Linked DNA regions of Pan troglodytes: region 2 is linked to region 1. The links are chromatin contacts, called in public HiChIP or PLAC-seq maps. All regions are on one chromosome and are shown on one strand. Each heading gives the region's core, a stretch centred on a gene start, on an enhancer-like site or on the middle of the called end of the contact. The rest is flanking DNA. Distances are from core to core; before and after follow the strand shown. Region 1 holds the start of IRGQ (immunity related GTPase Q). Region 2 holds the start of KCNN4 (potassium calcium-activated channel subfamily N member 4).

Evidence for each region. HiChIP or PLAC-seq counts read pairs in DNA pulled down with a chosen protein or histone mark.
Region 2: a contact with region 1 is called in an H3K4me3 HiChIP or PLAC-seq map of stem cell-derived excitatory neurons, with 7 times the contacts expected there. The contact joins the promoter of KCNN4 here to the promoter of IRGQ in region 1. A contact is called at or near these places in 1 of 7 Hi-C or Micro-C datasets (stem cell-derived neural progenitor cells) and 1 of 1 datasets of contacts at active chromatin or transcription factors (stem cell-derived excitatory neurons).

Annotation. Positions count from the first base shown.
Region 1 is chr20:46,550,878-46,554,427 of NHGRI_mPanTro3-v2.0_pri, reverse strand. It overlaps IRGQ (immunity related GTPase Q), which reads left to right and starts at 1,862. Exons shown (of 3, transcript XM_063800773.1): 1 at 1,862-2,148; 2 at 2,810-3,341. The coding sequence starts at 2,812. ZNF576 (zinc finger protein 576) reads right to left here and starts at 1,768. Exons shown (of 3, transcript XM_001157138.8): 1 at 1,565-1,768; 2 at 957-1,056. The coding sequence starts at 1,041.
Region 2 is chr20:46,738,706-46,742,612 of NHGRI_mPanTro3-v2.0_pri, reverse strand. It overlaps KCNN4 (potassium calcium-activated channel subfamily N member 4), which reads left to right and starts at 1,752. Exons shown (of 9, transcript XM_016936086.4): 1 at 1,752-2,389. The coding sequence starts at 2,231.

The DNA of each region.
Region 1 (3,550 bases), core at 613-3,112:
CCTGGCTAATGTGAATGTCTGCTGCTGCTTTATCAGTCAGAGCTTGAGCCTCGCCTCCTTCCTTCCTCCTTCTGGGTAAGATTTATTACGATAGCCAATCATAGAATTGCCCCTGCTTCCTGGTAGCATCCAATCCAGAGCAAAACAATTTTGCTTGAACCTTCCCCAAAATCACCACCCACAAGCCCAAATCCTATGTCGTTTTTACCATTCTTAGTGAGACACCCCACAGTCCCCCCATGGTGTGTGTTCATTGCAGTGAGAAACCCAACGTGTTCAACTGCAGGTGTGTTCCTGGTAGTCTCTGGCTCAAGGGCATTGAGACTACAGCTCTTGTTACAAATACCTCTCTCTGCCTCAGTTCCCAGTTTAAAGGGCCTATTATTAGAAGGACTCAATGAGATAATGGATGTTAAAATGGTTCATAATATGAGAATAAATACACCTAGCTCATAATAAAACACTGAGCAGGAGGTGTTGCTATTACATGTCAAACTGGCTACCATCATTAACCCCTAGCTTTCCCCTTTGCTGCAGTTAATCCCATACCCACCCTGTGAGGTGGGAAGTACCACCCTCTTTTGACAGTCAAGGAAACCAAGGCCCAAGTTACACTGAAAGTCTAGGGCAGAGTTGGGACCAGAATCTTGGGGTTTCTCTCCCAATAGAACCATACTCAGCCACATCTCCAACCCAAGCCTCTCCTGGAAGCCACCCTATCCCTCTGAATGCATAAGCATTGCAATCCTGCTTATGTGGCCAGAGGAGGGTGAGTACTCTGGCCACATAAGCTGGTGTGAGGAGATGCACTTCCTGCTAGAGCAGCTCAGGGACCATTACAGCCCCTTCTCAACAGGCAAAACTCTGTGGCGCCTTGGACACCGAAGTGCCACAGAGATCTTAGCATCAGCTCCTGCACCCCACCCTCCTCTAGCCCGCCAGCCATGTGTACTCACAGATGTTGCCTCCTGGGCTCTGGGGACTTCTCTCCTTGGGTGAATCCTGCTGCTTCATGTTCTCTTCAGGGTTCGGGTCCTCCATGGTGCTGGGACCCTTCTAGTCAGGAGAGGAGCGTGCATAAGTGAAGCTGTTCATCTGTTACCAGTCTTAGAGGGCACCCTAAGTCTATGACCTTTGACATCGCCAGAGGCTCTCCTTGCCTGCCTTTGACCCCTACGACATACTATCTCCTTGAACTCTAATTGATGGAGTTCTTGCTAAAAGAAGCTTCAAACCTCCCAAAGGACTGGACTTCCTGGGTTTGGGACTCCCCTAGAGTCTTCTCACTGGTGTGACCTATGACCTGCTGCATCAAACTAACTCCCTGAACTCAGCGTGGAAGCCTTGATCTTTGACACCAGCGTCATCCCAATCTCAAGTGTCTTGGGGCAGGTAGTGATACCCACCCTTTATCCCAGTTCTTCCCGGGAAACATCCTCTGACATCCTGTGATTTTTGTTCCGCCCAGAGCCCCCGCCTCCCACGCGCGCTTGCAGCTGCTATCCCGCTACCCTCAAGCGCTGCCTACAGGTTCCTGCTCCCAGGCCTCAGTTTTCCTCCTTACAGCAGAGGGCTGCCTTTCGCTGCGCCTGTCAGCCGCTGGCTACAGCGCCGCCCCAGAGAGAAGTGGGATAGGGACCACTCAGTCTTAGGGCCCCCGTGGTTTCCGCGCCCTTTTGCCAGATGAGCCTCTCGGAGCCGAGATCCCGGATTTCCCATCCGGCAGTAGTATAGTCGCACCAGCCCGGTCCTCAAAATAACGGGAGGGGTCCTTCTCTGCCCTATGGCGCGTTTGATGACGTTCAGCCTCCCGCGGCGTAGCTAGCTAAGCCTTTTGCGCATGCGTGGGTAGGCTCTCGTGGCGCGCAGGCGCGTTGACTCATTCATTGTTCTAGGCCCTGAGGCCGCCAAAGAGGGGCGTGCACACTTCGGCCGTTCTGCGCAGGCGCTGCGAAGGGCTGGGTCTCTGCTGTCGGCCTTCCAAGACACACCCCCTTGGAAGAGGGAGTGACGTCAGGTTAAAGCTACCGGGACGGGTCCCGGCATCTCTAAATCACCGCTCCCTGGCCTCTTCGGCCTCCGTCCGCCGCGGCCCAGGGGCCAGGCTTCTCAGCTGCTGACCCACTGCCACCGACTGCGCTCTCTCCCGTGGGTCGGCTTTTTGCTCGGTTGGTGATTTGGAAGGGGGAAGGGGAAAGATAAAAATAACAATGTGTCCGAGGGAGGAGGGACTGGAAGCCAGATTTCTGAGGTTTTATTTTTATTTATTTTTCAGAGAGGGTCTTGCTCTGTCGCCTGGGCTGGAGTGCGGTGGTGTGATCACGGCCCACTGCAGCCTCCAAGTCCTGGGCTCAAGCGATCCTCCCGCCGCAGCCTTCCGAGTAGCTGGGGCTACAGGCGCACGCCACCATGCCCGGCTAAATTTTATTTTTTATCGAGACGGAGACTCTACCAGAGAGTCCACCCACATGTTGGCCAGGCTGGTCTCGAATTCCTGGCCTCAAGCGATCCTCCGGCCTCGGCCTCCCAAAGCACTGGGATTACAGGCATGAGCCACCGCGCCTGATTTCAGAATTTTTGAAGCAGAAAGGGAAACGTTTCCATCTAGAGGGAGGGCGGACAGACAGGACGCCTGGGATTCTGGGGGAATAGGGTCTGGGCTCTGGATTTTTTAGGTCCTGGAGAGTGACGCTCAAGAACCGAAGGGGACAGGGTGAAGGACTGAGGCCTGGGTTCCGAGTGGGGCGGCTAGGAAAGGAAAAGGCTGGGTGCTCCCTGACCCAGGTCTTCTCTACCCGTTGCTTTCCAGCCATGCCTCCGCCGCAGGGTGACGTGACCGCCTTGTTCCTGGGGCCTCCGGGCTTGGGGAAGTCCGCGCTGATCGCAGCGCTGTGCGACAAGGATGTGGAGACGCTCGAGGCCCCCGAGGGACGGCCGGACTCCGGGGTTCCTAGCCTAAGAGCTGCGGGCCCAGGCCTTTTTCTGGGCGAGCTGAGCTGCCCACCCGCAGCGCCGGGGCCCTGGGCGGCGGAAGCCAACGTGCTGGTACTGGTGCTGCCCGGACCCGAGGGGAACGGGGAACCGTTGGCTCCAGCCCTGGGAGAGGCAGCGCTGGCCGCCCTGTCCCGAGGGACCCCGCTACTGGCTGTGCGGAACCTCCGTCCTGGGGATTCACAGACTGCCGCCCAGGCCCGTGATCAGACAGCAGCTCTGCTGAACAGCGCGGGGTTAGGAGCCGCGGATCTGTTTGTGCTACCGGCGAACTGCGGCAGCAGCGACGGCTGCGAGGAGCTAGAGCGCCTCCGGGCGGCGCTGCAGAGCCAGGCAGAAGCGCTGCGGAGGTGAGTGCCGGCTTTCTGGCTGGGTCCGTTAGTCGAGACCCTAGGCACCTAGGTGCGTCCATGGAGGTCCATGAGATCCCTCCCCCAGTGAGTTTGGGGCAAGGCTTAGCTCTGTTATTATTATTATTATTTTTTTTCCTGAGAGACAGGGTCTCGCTATGTTGGCTAGGTTGAATTTGAACTCCTGGCCTTAAGCAATACTCCCGCCT
Region 2 (3,907 bases), core at 503-3,002, 190 kb before region 1:
GGGTAATCATGTGTGTGCCGAGGGGCGGAGCCCCCGCGAGGGTTGTGTTTTTGCCACTGGGCGTGTCCGTGTGTATAGTTTGGTGTCTCTGGGTGTGTTCGTGTGGGCTGCCTCAGTGTGCAGTCAGACATGTCTGTGCGTGTCTCGCTTCCCTGGGGCTGGCGGGTCCAGGGTCCCACACGACCTAGGACACAAGGAGGGGGAGGGTTGTGTCTGCAGGTTCCTTGCAGAGGGGTGTGCATGAGGCCAAGGGCAGTGTCACCAGGTCAGTGCACGATGCTGGGAGGTGATGTGCGTCACCAGGTCAGTGCATGCCTGTGTGTCTCCACAGGAGGGTTTGATCTGTGTCGGAGTGTATGGTGTATAGATCCATGATTGGCTCGTGCTGCGACACATGGTGATGTCCTATGTCATGTGTTGCTCTGAGAGTCACCGTGCACATTCCACACTGGCATTTGCTGTATCTCACGTCAGGGTCCATGTCCCTGTTGGGGGCCTCTTCCTTCTCAGCCCCCAGCACCCACCCTGAGTGCCAACCACCCCAAGTGTCTTGTGTTTGTGTAGCTGTGTGTTATGTTGTGTCGGAGGATACACCCCCTCCCCCGATGCTGGTGTTTTGTGGGTGGCGGTAGACCTCAGTGTCAGTGGTATCAGTGAGTGGTGACATCTGGTGTTTTATGGGACATGTGGTCGTTTGTGGAAGGTTGGGTGTGTTGGAAAACGTTGTGTCTATGTGTTTTGTGTTACTGTGTGCTGGTGTATTACTCTGTGTATGTTGTGTGTGTGGCCACGCATGTCGGAATATAACGTGTTGGCTTGTGTGGAGGTATTGTATGTCATGTTTGGGTGTGGCTCATGGCTCAGAGGTGATGGTGTATGTTGCGTTTGTTTTTTTGTTTTTGCTTGTTTTAGAGATAGGATCTTGCTATGTTGCCCAGGCTGGTCTCAAACCCCTGGGCTCCAGCAATCCTCCCACCTCAACCTCCCAAACTGCTGGGATTACGGGCATGAGCCACTGCACCCAGCCGTATGTTGCATTTGGGCACTGGGGTCTATGAAGGTCCAACCCCGTCCCCTTCCCCCAGGGCATCATCCTGGGCATTGCCCTGTGTGGCCAGAATATACCAGAATCATCTTGCTTCAGGCATGTGCTTCTTGGGTTTCTCCGTGTGTCGCTGTACCTTGTAGGTCTCTGCATGCATCCACTCAGCTTGTCCTCTGACCATGTATTTGAATCGCATCACACATCAGATCATGCTGAATCAGTGTGTGTTTTGAATCATCACTGCGAGCACTTGTGTTCGAGTCAACAGGCGCCACAATGTATGTGCAATTCTCTAGGTCTGGGTGATTGGGGGCTACTATAGGTATGTCCCTAAATGTTGTGTGTCTACACGTATTGGGTTTCGTTCCAAGGGTGTGTAGTGTTTAGGAAACTGGGACTGCACAGTGTTTGTGTAGGTGTGTGGTGTGTGGCATCAGGGCGTCACTACTTTAATGTATATTGTGTGTTTGTGTAACACCTGGTGTATGTTGTGTTTGTGTGGCCACAGGTGTGCATCGTCCTATTTGTGGTGTTTGGGTGTGGCTCTTTGTGTCAGAGAAAGTTGTGACAACTTTGAGTGTAATATTTGTGCCTGTGTGTGGACGGTGTTTGGGTGGCTGTGTGTGCCACGGGATACTGCCTGCTTGCTAAGTGCTGGTGTGTGTCACACCATGTGTGTGGTGTCTGGGTGTGGCTGTGGGTTTCAGAGCTTGCTGGGAGTTGTGAGTCACTCTGTGTAGGTTGTGTTGTGTGCCCTGGTGTGTTAGTCTCCGTCTTGGGCTGTGGAGTGTCCTTCGGTGTCTGGGTGTGGTGAGTAGAGGTGTGTGTCACAAGGTACAGACCTTTGTGTGTGACAAAGCCCATCGTGTGTCTGTGTGTGTCTTTATCCACGTGGATGGACGTCTCTTTCTTGCTCTGCCCCAAGACACACCCTAGCCCCTCCTTATTCTCAAAAGGGGGAGCTGGGGAGCCTCCCCCTACCCTGGGGCCTCCCCTGCCCCTCCCCGCCCTGCCTGGCCGTCACCACTCCCCAGAGGGCACAGGGCTCTGCTGTGCCTCAGAGCAAAAGTCCCAGAGCCAGCAGAGCAGGCTGACGACCTGCAAGCCACAGTGGCTGCCCTGTGCGTGCTGCGAGGTGGGGGACCCTGGGCAGGAAGCTGGCTGAGCCCCAAGACCCCGGGGGCCATGGGCGGGGATCTGGTGCTTGGCCTGGGGGCCTTGAGACGCCGAAAGCGCTTGCTGGAGCAGGAGAAGTCTCTGGCCGGCTGGGCGCTGGTGCTGGCGGGAACTGGCATTGGACTCATGGTGCTGCATGCAGAGATGCTGTGGTTCGGGGGGTGCTCGGTGAGTGGGGCATGGTGGCTGGGAGCTGGGACTCCTAGGTCTGAGGGAGGAGGGGCTGGGGGTCAGGACTCTTGGGTCTGAGGGAGGAGGGGCTGGGGGTCAGGACTCCTGGGTCTGAGGGAGGAGGGGCTGAGGGTCAGGACTCCTGGGTCTGAGGGAGGAGGGACTGGGGACTTGGACTCCTGGGTCTGAGGGAGGAGGGGCTGGAGGTTAGAACTCCTGGGTCTGAGGGAGGAGGGGCTGGGGTCAGGACTCCTGGGTCTGAGGGAGGAGGGACTGGGGACTTGGACTCCTGGGTCTGAGGGAGGAGGGGCTGGGGTCTGGACTCCTGGGTCTGAGGGAGGATGGCCTGGGGGCTTGGACTCGTGGGTCTGAGGGAGGAGAGACTGAGGGCCTGGACTCCTGGGTCTGAAGGAGGAGGGGCTGGGGGTCAGGACTCCTGGGTCTGAGGGAGGAGGGGCTGGGGGTCAGGACTCCTGGGTCTAAGGGAGGAGGGGCTGGGGTCTGGACTCCTGGGTCTGAGGGAGGAGGGGCTGGGGGTCAGGACTCCTGGATCTGAGGGAGGAGAGGTTGGGGGCCTAGACTCTTGGGTCTGAGGGAGGAGGGGCTTTGGCTGGGACTCCTGGGTGCTCCCAGGAGACAGTTGCTGGGGTCCTTCTCTGCAAAAGGAAGGGAATATTTATTTCAGTGTTTCAGTCTTTGAAGATGTTGCCATTAGACGGCCAGAGGTCCAGGACTCCTGGAGGCCAGAGGGTGGCTGATCAGACACTCAAACCCCCCAAGAGCCAATAAGGGGAGAGGTAGCCCCAGGTTTGGTGAAGGGAGAGTGGAGGAAAGACAAAGTTCTTCCAGTAGGCGGCAGCTCTTTGGTCCTTATCTAACCTCTAATGTTTGCCCAGTGCCTTAGATGCAAAGGACAGAAAAAACTGCCTTGGGGGTGGGGATGGGAAATGGGAAACAAACCTCTCCCCCGACCTGCCTCCCCCCACCAACCCCAACCCAGTCTGCCCTGTTAACAAGCTCAATTTCTCCCCAAATCTGCATGCTGATTAGTCAGGGAAATAGTGAAGAGGTGGGCTTACAGTGGCCTGGACTCCTAGGTACCAGGAGAGGAGGGGGCTGGGTCCTGGATTCCTGAGTCTTAAGGAGAAGGGGGTTTTGATTGTCTTTGGGGAAAAGGGGCTGACTCCGAAGATGAGTGGTGAGTAGTGAAAAAAGGGGAAAGTGGGGTCAGGGCAGGTCTCAGCAGGCTCCCGTCACATTCCAGCCCTGGTCAGGCCAGTGATGGGGCAGATCAAGGACAAGGGTTGGAATAAGTGGCTTGAGGGGAGAACAGACTTGCTCAACAGCAAAGGAGGGGCTGGAGACCTCTCTGGCGGAAGGGTTGTGGAACTGGGCTGGTAGGGCCAGATGCGGACACTGATTTGAAGATTGGGTAGATTCCTGAGGGTCTGATGTTCCGACTTGGATCTGGAGGGGGTGGTGGGCAGCTCTGAAGTGACCAGGAGCCACATGGAG